Linked DNA regions of Zea mays: all the other regions are linked to region 1. The links are chromatin contacts, called in public Hi-C maps. All regions are on one chromosome and are shown on one strand. Each heading gives the region's core, a stretch centred on a gene start, on an enhancer-like site or on the middle of the called end of the contact. The rest is flanking DNA. Distances are from core to core; before and after follow the strand shown.

Region 1 (4,357 bases), core at 898-3,397:
TCGAGTCTGAGAATACATATTACCATCATCAATGATATAAGTAATATAGAATAAGCATGAGTGTACCCTGCCTGAATCACTGGAACGAGCTCAAAAGGAATTAACTGTGCAGGTTTAACTATGACTTGCTTTGCTCAATGTGCCTTTGTATCAGTCTGCAGTCTGCTTATGGATTTGCCTGGTTGTTCATTGTAGCGCTGCGCTGCTGCTATTGTGATAGTTGTAACTCGCACTGACACCGATGGATTTGGTATTCCAGTTTTCTTTCTCTGCTTATGGACGTGCTGAAGTCTGAGTGAAATGGGATGGGTAACTTGACATTCTGTAGCAGTCTATCCAAAGTTTATCTAAAAGCACTGTTTTGCACCGTTTTGCAGTGTAAACTGCACTGTTCGTGTAGTGGAGTTTGAATATTGGTATGAGGATGGGTAAGTTGCTGGAGATAGTCAAGTTTGAGCTGCAGTGGAGGAAGTGTGCGTAAATGAAATTATTCTAGCTTATTGATTACTTGTACCAAATAGACGAAAAACAGTGCTGCAGTCTTATGGAAATTGAAGTCAGTCTTCAAACTGTTTGCTGGCGCCAACAATTCCACATATCCCTACTGTTAGTGATATTATTTTATGTATATGTCACATATCCCTACTGTTAGTGCTATTAGCGAAAAAGGTCCCTAACTGAATTGGTTACGTGGTTTGAGCAGCACTCAGATTAGGGATGGCAACGGGCACATTTTACTCGCGTGCTCACGGGTAAAAACCATAGAGGGTGCGGGTTTGAGTGTGAGTTTGTACCCGTGGGTACAGGTACGGGTTTGATTTTCAACCTGACGGTTTTTTTTCTCGTGGGCATAAAAATGTTGTATCTGTACCCGTAAACCCGCATACTCGCGTGTGTCTGTGTAGACTGTAGAGCACATACATCTCAATTTAGTGCCACCCCGAAAGATTTGAGCGGGCGGAGCCAATCAAATGATATAAAAGAAGACTACAGATGCCAGAGAACTCGTTGAACTTTTGGCTAAGATTGGTACATGTTTTTATCAGTTTAATAAATATTTATTATTATGTGTTATCAGTTTAATAAATATTTATTATATGACTGTGCCCGCGGATGCCATAAACTCGCGGGTAGCGGGTTTGGGTAACATACGCTACCCGTCGCGGGTAGCGAGTGCGAGTACGGGTTTAACATTAATCTCGCGGGTACGAGTTTGTAATCTATGTACCCGCGGGTTTTAAACCCGTTGCCATCCCTAACTCAGATCTTATGTTCGATTTTTCATGGAAGCGAATTTAAGACTGTAGTTAAAAAACCCTCTCACTATGTCTTGTCCGCTTCCGGGTTACGTATTGCACACCACCCTCTAGCTGGGTCGTGCAGAGTGGGTAGTGACGGTCCACTGTTGCAGAGTGGACGATGACGGTCCGCTAGTGATGGAGTCATTGTTTGGAGATTTTCTCGCTCGAGACCATTAACTATCAGAGGATTTTGTGCGCCTTATCTGCCGGCCTTAGGTATTGTACTGGGAGGGTGGTCACACCCTCCCGGCCGAATTTTTTGTGCTATTATTTTATGTATATGTCAACAAATTGTCTCTTGCACCTTGTCCAACAAGAGAGCTCCATCTTACTCGAAAAATAAAAATTTAATTGCACCTAAAAGCTCGGATCCAAAATCAACGTCGATGTCAACGTTGAATAAAGGACGACGTGGTGCAGAAGAGCGACTTTCACAAAATAATCTAAATATTTATTCCATCTATTTCTATTTAAATATCTTTGTAGTTAATATACCGATTAAACCTAGTTAAAACTAACTAGTTTTAAAAATACAAACAATATTTATATATTAGAATAAATTTATTAGAAAAATAAATTCAATAATCCACCTAATGATATTAACTATATTTTATAAATATTACTATATTTTATAAAAGTTAGTATTTTATTATATATATATATATATTTGATTAAAATAGAGTATGTTTGATTTTTCGAGAAACGAAAAATGACAGTTAAAATAAGGCCGAGCGAGTATATTTACTTGCTTCATTAACGGATTTAAACCTTTGGCCATTTCTTTACAGTGCAACGTGGACAGCGCGAGCACATTTTTGACTGACCGGCATAGCAGCCTGAGGATCCAAACAGGCGACCCGCGTGTCAGAGATGCAGCATAGCATGGACGCGGGCGAGGTGCGGCACTGGAACGCGGACGTGAACGGCGTCTCCATCCACGTCGCCGAGCGGGGCCCCGAGGATGGGCCGGCGGTGCTCCTCCTCCACGGCTTCCCGGAGCTCTGGCTCTCGTGGCGCCACCAGATGGCCGCGCTCGCCGCCCGCGGGTTCCGTGCGCTAGCCCCCGACCTCCGCGGCTACGGCGACTCCTCCGCGCCGTCCGACCCCGCCGCCTACTCCATCTTCCACATCGTCGGCGACGTCGTCGCGCTCCTCGACCACCTCCAACTCACAAAGGTGCATGCCGCCTTTTCTGTCCCCCTGCCGTACGTGCTTCTTCTTGTTTCTCGCCTCACCATCGCGAGTGACTGTGTGCTGTGCGCGCCGGCGCCGCCATCTGCCACGGATGGATCTGTAGGTGTTCGTGGCGGGGCACGACTGGGGCGCGCATGCGGCGTGGCTCCTCTGCCTGTTCCGGCCGGACCGGGTGCGCGCCGCCGTCGTTCTGGGGGTACCGTACTCCGCTCGACACGCACACGCTCGCCCCATCACGGAGGCCTTCGCGGCGTTTGGCGAGGGCTTTTACATAAATCAGTTCCAGGTGGTGCTCGCTCATCCGATGATCTTCCCCCTCAACCATGCTATCTACTTCGCCTGATTTTGTACCAGCAATTTTGCACCTATATATATCAATAAATGAGAGTTTTCGATAATTTAAGTATTATTAGTCCATAGAAAAAACACAGCGTTTGGCGATGGCGTTTGAAGATTCATACGTATTTACAGGAGGCTGGAAGAGCTGAGAGCGCATTCGCCCGTTACGATGTCGCAACTGTCCTAAAAAAGTTCTACTCCATCGAAATAGATGATGTCACCGCTCCTCCTGGGGTGGAGATCATAGACTTCCTGGAGGCGTCTCCCTCGCCACTTCCTTGGATCAGCGAGGAAGAACTGGGCCAGTATGCTGAGAAGTTTCACAAGTCCGGGTTCACTGGACCCCTCAACTACTACCGCATGTCGGAGACGTAATTTCCTCACCTTAATTAGCTTGTTTCCTAGTACGTACTATTTCTGTCTTATTAACCATTGCCTGGTTACACTGGTCGTAAGTTGTGGTAATATAATTTTGCATGCAGGAACTCGAGACTCCTTGCACCCTGGAACGGAGCGAAGATTACAGTGCCTGTGAAGTTCATAGCTGGCGATAAGGACATCGGTGCCCAGTCCTTTGGAACTGGGGAGTACATCAAGAGCGCGGAGTTCAAGTCCACCGTTCCAGATCTTGAAGTCACCGTCATCGAAGGCCACCATTTTCTCCAGCAGGAGCAGGCCGAGAGGGTGAACTCGGAGATGGTTTCCTACCTCGTCAGGTTTACTAGCTAGCCAGTAAAGAAATCTTTCTGAACTGAAGAAGTCTTGAAGAGCTGAATAAAGTGTGAGCTAGGCATTTGCTCTTAGCTTCTCATCTCATGATCGTTCTCTCGTCTGCACAGCTGGTGGCTGTGACCCGTTCGGTGATTTAGGAGAAGCAATCTCTCGTTCTTTCAGCAGCTAGGTGTGGTGTGGACAGAAGCAAGCTTCGCGTGGGAAACTTGCTCGATGCCAGGACTACCGCCTACGCTCTAGTCTCCAGTGGCGCTCGTCGCTCAAGGGCGTCGCGTCCATTGTTCGTTGATGTCAATTGTCAAGAATGACTGCTCTCCAGCTCTCCCTCCTCCTCTCCATTGTTCTGTTCTGTTTCGTTCAGCGATATTTTTGGGATGTGCGAGTGTGAGGACTACTGCACATCAAAGGATCCTGACTACTGATGCACAATGCAGTAGCGGCGCCTTCTGCATAATCTGGAAGAAGATTGGAACATAGAGTGCCAAGTACTGGCACTGTGCAAGTGCAAGTGAGAGAGGTCATCATCCTGCAGTCCACGGTTGCTACATACAAATGCACCTGTTAATTAGTCACCAGTACCAAGACTGAGGACCACGCTGTGCTACAGGACAGTTACCTGGGTCACGCACTTGTCGTCTTACTACGGCACCGACTGTCTGCTATAGTGATATGAACAAGAAAGAGGATAGCTCTGCACCGCCCTGCTTAACTCTGCATATAAGATCCTTAACTCTGCATATAAGATCCTTAACTCTACATTTCTATATATATAAGATCCTTAACTCTGCATA
Region 2 (4,357 bases), core at 1,359-3,858, 190 kb before region 1:
AACACGTGGTTTACCAAATCCTGTCATTCTTCTTTCTAAACATATATTCTAAACTACTTGTAAACAATTAACATTCACCATACAATTGATAATAATATTCTAGTTCATCGCATCTACTTAAAAATCAATCGTTTACATACACATGATTTCTAAATCACAATATTCACAAATTCAAACAAATAATTACCGAAATCGTTAACTAATTCAAACATGACATTGAAAATCTTAATAAAAATTGTGCTCTCCTCGACCTTGCTTTCGGACTGTGCATGGGTAAGAATCGACGAATGAAGTAGGTCGTCCACGGCGAACGGCGGTCGGCGGCGAGATCACGGCGAGCGGACGGTCTGGACGTGGCCAAGGCGAGGCCGGGGTACGGGTAGGGGTCGGTGCGGTGGCGGATGGTCCGGCGGACGATCCGGCGGCGACGATGGTGGCCGAGCGAGAGAGAGAAGGGAAGAGAGGGAGAGGGCGAGCTCGGGCGAGAGGAGAGGCGAGCTCGGCAGGGCCGGCTTTATAGAGGGGGAGAGGGAGATGGAGAGCCGGGGAGAGGAGGAGCTGACCGGCGGCTTCAAAGCCATTAATGGCGGCGACGATTTCATGAGGGGAGAGGAAGTGGGGGAGGGAGACGAAGGGCCACCGGCGGCGGTTTCGGGCACGGGCATGCGAGGCGTCGGGCCCGGCTCGGCGGGGCGCGGACGGTCCGGCCAGGGCGCTGCGCGATGGAGACGAAGGGGGCGGGTGGGGCCCACCCGTCAGTGAGAGAGAGGAGGGGGAGTGGCGGCTGGGCCGATTGGGCTGCCTAATGGGCTCGGCTGGCCAAAATGGCCTGGCCGAGTATTAGAGTTTCTTTTTCCTTTTATTTTTATATCCCATAAATATAAATAAATATATTTTTTAAATATTGCCAAAAATCATAATAATTATAGAAAAAATGTTTATAATTAAAATATTTATTTTTGGACGAAAGTTCCCATATTAATTAATTGGGTTTCACATAAAAGGAATTTTATGAATAAAATCATCAATCAATTATGAGCAAACAAAAATAATTCTCTAAAGATAAATGAGATCAAATACTTGATTTTAATTTCTACTTTACTCAATACTAGGTTTTAAATGACTATTAATATATTATTTTAATTGATGGATTTAAGGTGTTACAGTAGCCTGGCACATCGTCGTTCATATCATGGGGGGGTACATGAACGTTGTCGTCCTGTCTCGTCCGCCTGTCTCCTTCGCCTATCTATGTAGCGGGAACAATATGAGTCATGATGAGATTTGCTCATGCGCGATGTGAGGAGTCAATTGTCACGCCTCGGTAACGCGTGGGTTACTAGCGCGGCCCATGCCCTACGGAATGCACATGCCTCCTACTCGCATTTAATGCAAGCAGCCCCCACGCTAGAGGCACGTGTCAGGCTACGCCTGCCTGGTGGCTTCTGTCATGGGCCACAGGCCACGTGGCAGCACCGTATCTCTACCTGAGCGGAGATCAGGAGCTTGGAATGTATGTAGGCGTGGCAGCCCAAACCTCCCCTAGCTAGGGTTTGGAGGGCACTTGTGGAGGTCCGGGTCCTAGCCGTAATGGCGCAGACACGCAGCAACACCAAACCTCCCCTGGCTGGATGTCCAGATGGCAGACATAATGGTCTGGGACCGTCCTATGGGAGTCCGGCCAAGGCTATAGCGGCTGAGTGGTTTTATTCTAGGGACATTTGGCAGATCCGAGCCTCCCCCTGCCAGGGATCCGGTAGGGCCATGCGGAGGTCTGGAACCCACCCGTGAGGGTCCAGACTTATGGTCGAAGTTGCCAAGTACTCCCACCAATGGGGCAAGAGGAGACACCGGCTCGATGGCTGGTGGCCTCGTCAGACGGGACTAGACTCTAAATCGAGGGTAGACTGCTCGTCACCACGTGGCTACTGATAGCCACATGGACCCCGCCTTGACCCAGCAGTATTGGGGTACCAACAGAGGCCCCTAGTATTGGCTAATATAATAAGTCATACATTTTTCGTGTTTAGTTCAGGAAAATAATAGTAGTTCATACATTTTCGATCATGCATCTTTCACATTCCAGAGCTGGAGTTACGTTGAACAGGCACAAGATGGAAATTTGGCAGGTATCAGTGCTCACAAAGAGAAGTACTGTAAATGGTTAGCTACCTTCTTTCTTGAGGACTGATATATATGACCCTCCAGACCTTGAATCCTCAAAATAATGAAACCCCCGTGAATCAACTGATGGTAGCCTGGTAGGTTAGTTAGTACTATATGAAGAGCACTAGCTACTAGCACAATTCACCTGCACTAGAAGGCCAGAACATGTCACAAGAGAACCAGCGAACTATAAGAAGCACTGCATCAATAGAATTAAAACGTTCAATAGTCTAAATGTAAATATTAAAAAAAACTAAAAAAATAGGACGTTGAACTAAGCACCGCAGCAATGGGCGACTTCACGCGTGGTTTGGTTTGGACCTGTTGGGCTGCTACTGTTTAGGTTGTCTCTGCGTAGGCCGCCGCAGGGCTTCTCCGCTCCGCTCGATCGTGTCTTTTGCGTGGGCTGCGTCCTGGTCGGCCCGTGAGTGGCTACTAGCTCTAGGCTCAAGTGGCGGCGTGGAGCTAATCACCATGCATGCAGCAAGTCACTCCAGCTGTGCACAGTGCACGTCACTGACTCGGTGACAGACTGCTGCTGCGTGCATATTGTTGTTGACATCGTCAGATGGAGACATCAAGAGGAGCAAATGTGAACTTTCAAAGCATCCAAAAACGACGGTCTCAATCATTTGTTACATACATACGCTGCTTGGCATTCGGTGGATGAAGCGTAGTAGTGGGACTCGTTCGATTGGGAGGGACGAGAGGGAAATACAATAAAATTGGACGGATGCCGTGCATGTGTGCTGCTGGAGTATTAACAATTAACACTAGTAGCTAGCCGCGCACAAGGATTACTAAACCATTTTGGGTCAAAAAAAATGCTACCCACCGATAACGGTTACCGCCCATAAATGGGTAAAACCGACCGATTTAGTCAAACCAAATCTAAATAAATTCAAAACGGTTTTTCACTGAAAAACTAGCGGTAAACTGCTCAATACCGCTAATAAACCACCCATTTAAACCGGGTTTTTGTTTTTACATAAAAAATTAGAACAAATGACATGATTTAGTTGTAATTTGTTCATTTCACGTTACATAGTAAATACTAATTGGTCCACACAACTTATGTTCACCAAAATGACATACATAAAGCTAAACTAATTTAGTTGTAATTTGCTCAATTCTGATGGTGTACATTTTGGTTGGGATTCTAGACTTTTAGTAGTGAATCTGGTTCAGAAAGCTAAACCAAACACATTCTTAGAACATCTCAGATTCTTTTGTATGCATATGTGCGTATATGTATTGTTATGAGAAACTATTCTTTTATCTAATTAATACTACTATTAAGAACGAAAGGTGGCTATCTGAGGCTACCACGGCTTCACCCCCGCGCTGACACACTGGGGCACCCCACGTGCCCCCGCCTCGCGTCGCACCCTGTTGCCTAGTCCTGGCCATAAAAACCGAAAATCGAACACCGAAAACCGAACACCGAAACTGAAAAAACCGGAACCGAAAAAACAGATTACTTTTCGGTTACCAATCTGCAGAAACCGAACTTATTTCGGTGTTTGGTTTTTTATTTCGGTTTAAACCGAAAACCGGAATCTTGCTGGACTGCACAGTTCTTGCACCTCACTCTTTGACTTTGGTTGCGCGGTTCTTGCTGGGCGCTGGACTACTGTATTGTGTATTTGTGTTGGACTGCTCTATTGTGCTATCAAACATTTGTATTGTGCTCATGTGTTGTGTTTTGCTCTAAACCTAATGAATATGCTCTGAGAACATTTGTATTGCATTGTTACAACATTTGTATTTTGTTGTACTATGCTCTTAAATGAACATATCATGATATTTATATTTCATTGTATTGTGATGTTAGAGCAATTTTATTCGTATTCGGTTTTTTCGGTTAAATCGAAAACCGAACCGAAATATTCGATTAACTAAAGGTTCGGTTTTTGATTTTTCGCAGAAGGTTTCGGTTACTGTTTTCCAGAAATCGAATTTATAAAAAAATCGAAAAACCGATCCGAAAAACATCAGTTAACCGATTGCCTAGGCCTACTGTTGCCCCACGCTCAGCACGCTCTCAGCTACTGCCCTATTGTCACACCTGTTTCTGGGGCAGAGCCGGGTGCATAGCATATGTGTGCCAGGATCTATTTCCACACACATGTTGACATCACAAGTGTAATATATCAAAAGAACAATGCATAAAAGCGTATATAAAGTTTTA
Region 3 (4,357 bases), core at 1,343-3,842, 140 kb before region 1:
ATTGAAAGTCGCCTAGAGGGGGGTGAATAGGCAAATCTGAAATTTATAAAGTTTAAGCACAACAACAAGCCGGGGTTAGCGTTAGAAATATAATCGAGTCCGAAAGAGAGGGCGAAAAACAAATCACAAGCAAATAGCGAGAGTGACACAATGATTTGTTTTACCGAGGTTCGGTTCTTGCAAACCTACTCCCCGTTGAGGTGGTCACAAAGACCGAGTCTCTTTCAACCCTTTCCCTCTCTCAAACGGTCACCTAGACCGAGTGAGCTTCTCTTCTCAATCAATTGGGACACTTAGTTGCCATAAGGACCACCACACAATTGGTGTCTCTTGCTTTGATTACAAAGATCTTAGGAACAAGAAATGGGGAAGAAGAAAAGCGATCCAAGCGCAAGAGCTCAAAAGAACATGGCAAAACTCTCTCTTCTAGTCACTATTGCTTTGAGTGGAATTGGGACTTGGAGAGATTTTGATTCACTCTATTTGTGTCTTGTATTGAATGCACTAGCTCTTTTATTGAATGTGTTGGCTGAAAACTTGGATGCCTTGAAGTATGGTGGTTGTGGGGTATTTATAGCTCCAACCACCAAAGTGGTCGTTGGGAAGGCTGCTGTCGAAGGGCGCACCGGACAGTCCGGTGGTGCGCCAGCCACGTCACCCAACCGTTAGGGTTCGACCGTTGGAGCTCTAACAAGTGGGGCCACCGGACAGTCCGGTGGTGCACCGGACAGTCACTGTTCACTGTCTGGTGCGTCATCTGCGCCTGCTCTGACTTCTGCGCGCGCAGTCCACGCACTGTAGCTCACTGTTCACCTTTTGCAGACGACCGTTAGCGCTGTAGCCGTTACTTCGCTTGGCATACCGGACAGTCCGATGAATTATAGCGGAGAGTCTCCCCGAAAACTCGAAGCTAGCAAGTTAGAGTTGATCCACCTGGTGCACCGGACACTGTCCGGTGCGCCAGACCAGGGCAGCATTCGGTTGTCTTTTGCTCTTTTCATTTGAACCCTTTCTTGACTTTTTATTGGTTTTTGTTGAACCTTTGGCACCTGTAGAACTTACAATCTAGAGCAAACTAGTTAGTCCAATTATTTGTGTTGGGCAATTCAACCACCAAAATCATTTAGGAAAATGTTGATCCTATTTCCCTTTCAGCCCACCAGCCCAGCTTTCTCTTAGCTACTGCCCTATGGACCCCGCGCTCGCAGCCATCACCAGACCACACGTACGTTAGTGTTTAGAAATAAACAATAATTATATAAAAAATAGTGCAAAGTGAGCATTTGAACACACACCCTACTCTATAATTTGGGGCTAACCACCAGACCACATATACCAGAGAGTTGACGCATAAAATCACATAATTTGTAACTCGTCATGCTAAATTTCGTCGGCTCTGTGAATTGATGAAAATTAGTTGACTAATTTATTTCCCTTTGAACCTAATATGGGCATCTGGTGCTACACGGTTTCACCTCGGTGCTGACATTTTAGACCCGCTCCACGCACTCACCTGCCCAGCGTTCTCTGAGCTACTACCCTATGGACCCGTGCCCGCGCAGCCACTACGAGACCACACATACCTTAGTTTTTAGAAATAAACAATAATTATATATAAACAATAATTATATAAAAAATAGTGCAAAATGAGTATTTGAACACATCTTTATTATAGAAATTTGGGGCTAACCACAAGACCACACGTACCAGTGAGTTGACGCATAAAAGCACATAATTTGGAACTAGCCATGCTAAATTTCGTCGGCTCTGTGAATTGATGAAAATTACTTGACTAATTTGTATCCCTACGAATCTAATGTGGGTATTGGTGCTACACGGCTTCACCCCGGCGCTGACATTCTGAGTTCGCCTCACGCGCTCACCTTCTCAGCGTTCTCTGAGCTACTGCCCTGTGGATCCCCGCATCTATCATAAGGCCACATATACCTTAGTGTTTAGAAATAAATAATAATTATATAAAGCGAGAATTTGAACCCATATCCTCTACTCCAGAAATTTTCCATCAGACCATAGTTAAAAATAAACAATAATTATATTTAAAATAAAATTTTCAGTATCTATTTATATGATATATAAAAACCGTAGTAAAAACATAGACAACTGGCTAGTAAATCTATATGTATCACATGCAAATTCAAGCTGTCTGATTTCATAGGACTAAATCTTAATCCATTACTTTTATTTCTTAAATTGCTAAATATAGAGACTAAAGGAAAAGAAAACATCTTTTTTAGTCCCGACTGAAAGGGTCGTGCCCACGCCCGCACAGTATCCACCATTCTTTGAAGCGCACGTACTCGAAGATTTAAAATCTACGGCTTCCACAAGTGACAAGCCCAATGCCTTCTCTCTTGGAGGACAAAAAAATAAAATAAAAAACAAACTAGCTCATCGACCGTACATCGTGGCCCGTGCTTCTTACTGACATCTGGGCCCAAGAAGGTGCACAGCATGTGGACCCACTCGCCAGTGGGCCAAGTCACGGGAAGCACGTCCATCCGGGTCAGCCTTTTTTCCCGTCAGAGCTCTCAGAGCAGTGTAATAATAAAGGCACACTCAGCTCAGTCCTCTGTCCTTCTCCTTCTCTCACACACTCCACTCCACGTCCCCCTCCTTCAAATCCTACCAACACCCAAGCACAAGGAGAGAGAAGCCGCCGCCGCCGCCATGGACAATATTGAGGTGAGGAGGAGGAAGAAGAAAGGGAGAAGCAGCGGACGCCGCCAGGGGGGACGGGTACAGGCGGTCCTGCGCGCCGGCCTCGTCGCCATGGCCTTCGCCCTCCTCTGCCTCTGCTCCTCCACGCCCTCCGCCATTGCCCTCACCCCAGACGGTACGTCTGCTTGCTTCATTTCTATCGGTTAACCCCGCGACGTTATCGCTGTCCCCTTGCTTGCTGAGTGCTGCTGCTGAGTTGCTGACCACTGTTCCTTGCTTGCTTGCCTCCAGGCGAGGCGTTGCTGGAGCTCAAGCTGGCCTTCAACGCCACCGTGCAGCGGCTCACCAGCTGGCGTCCCAGCGACCCCAACCCCTGCGGCTGGGAGGGCATCTCCTGCTCCGTCCCTGACCTCAGGGTCCAATCCATGTGCGTTCCTTCTGCTCGCCTTATCTGCTTGCTCTTCCCATTGCTAGCTTGGTAGATTCTTCTTCTTTATCTTCGCCATTTCCATATATTTCCTTTTCTTCTCTCTCCCTCTCGTTGTCTCCCCCTCTTGTCTCGGTTATTTGAATCAGATGTTCCCCCAAATGTGAACTCGTGGCTCGGCTACCGATGCCTTCGTCTTGGATTCCTTCATTGTCCCCTGCTTTCCTTTTCTTTGCCACTGATGAACCCATGCGCATGCGTGCCTCTTGTGTGCAGAAACCTCCCATTCATGCAGCTCGGGGGCATCATTTCGCCCAGCATCGGGAGGCTCGACAAGCTGCAGAGACTGTAAGACCTGTTTGACCGACCAAATGTTTTCCTCCACTGAATACCAACTGCATTGTCTTTATTTCTGCTGCTGCGTTGTTCACGAATGGGCTTTCCGCCTTTCCAGAGCTCTGCACCAGAACAGCTTGCACGGCCCAATCCCTGCAGAGATCAAGAACTGCACCGAGCTCAGGGCAATGTAAGATACTTGGCTAGTTCATTGTCATCGATTTGTTCAGCTAACTCGGCAGAATGTTCAAATGTGTTTGTTTCTTTAATTTCTTTTTTAAAACTCTGTGTGTGTGTGTTCAGTTACCTGAGAGCCAACTACCTGCAAGGAGGCATCCCTTCAGAGATTGGCGAGCTCGTGCACCTCACCATCTTGTATGGTCCTACACATTACCATCGCCCATTGCCTGCTTGTGATTCTAAAAAAATATATGTTCGAATCGCAGGGACCTGTCAAGCAATCTGCTGAGGGGCACAATACCGGCCTCGATCGGAAGCCTCACTCACCTGCGCTTTCTGTAAGTTTTCGTATGTGCCATTTTCATGTTGGAAACACACAATGCTGAATTGCAACTGATGAGAGGGGGGGCACCCACTTACCATGCATGCATCTTTCAGGAACCTGTCTACTAACTTCTTCTCCGGAGAGATCCCAAATGCTGGTGTCCTCGGAACCTTCAAAAGCAGCTCGTAAGCCCCCTTTGCCCCTCGTTTACCTGCGAGTGTTCCTAGTTATGATTGTTCACGTGATGCCAGGTTCGTTGGAAATCTGGAGCTCTGTGGCCTGTCCATCCAGAAAGCTTGCCGTGGAACCCTCGGCTTTCCTGCTGTGTTGCCACATTCCGATCCGCTCTCTTCGGCTGGCAAGCCTTCCATCTTCACTCGATCGATTGCATGCCGCATTCCAAGCTTTTA

What was found. A called contact is a pair of places that touch in the nucleus more often than the background predicts.
Region 2: a Hi-C map of tassel shows a contact between it and region 1, with 3 times the contacts expected there. The contact joins the enhancer-like site here to the promoter of LOC100286370 in region 1. A contact is called at or near these places in 4 of 25 Hi-C or Micro-C datasets (ear, leaf and tassel).
Region 3: a contact with region 1 is called in a Hi-C map of leaf, with 2.0 times the contacts expected there. The contact joins the promoter of LOC100280666 here to the promoter of LOC100286370 in region 1. A contact is called at or near these places in 3 of 25 Hi-C or Micro-C datasets (bundle sheath and leaf).

What each region holds. Positions count from the first base shown.
Region 1 is chr3:107,113,317-107,117,673 of Zm-B73-REFERENCE-NAM-5.0, forward strand. LOC100286370 reads left to right here and starts at 2,148. Exons shown (of 4, transcript NM_001159257.2): 1 at 2,148-2,477; 2 at 2,599-2,781; 3 at 2,967-3,205; 4 at 3,317-3,895. The coding sequence starts at 2,184. The coding sequence ends at 3,563. It overlaps LOC100272309 (ubiquitin conjugating enzyme 1), which reads left to right. Exons shown (of 6, transcript NM_001146794.1): 6 at 1-152.
Region 2 is chr3:106,923,568-106,927,924 of Zm-B73-REFERENCE-NAM-5.0, forward strand. No RefSeq gene overlaps it. Among protein-coding and RNA genes, the nearest start is that of LOC100502231, 49 kb to the left of the region's middle. Within about 2 kb of position 2,609, at least 15 of the 20 cell types and tissues checked have an H3K27ac peak or open chromatin away from gene starts, as enhancers often do. A contact at or near this core is called in ear, leaf and tassel, where this site is marked.
Region 3 is chr3:106,972,758-106,977,114 of Zm-B73-REFERENCE-NAM-5.0, forward strand. It overlaps LOC100280666 (ATP binding protein), which reads left to right and starts at 2,593. Exons shown (of 13, transcript NM_001153584.1): 1 at 2,593-2,854; 2 at 2,971-3,106; 3 at 3,383-3,454; 4 at 3,561-3,632; 5 at 3,746-3,817; 6 at 3,889-3,960; 7 at 4,061-4,132; 8 at 4,199-4,305. The coding sequence starts at 2,689.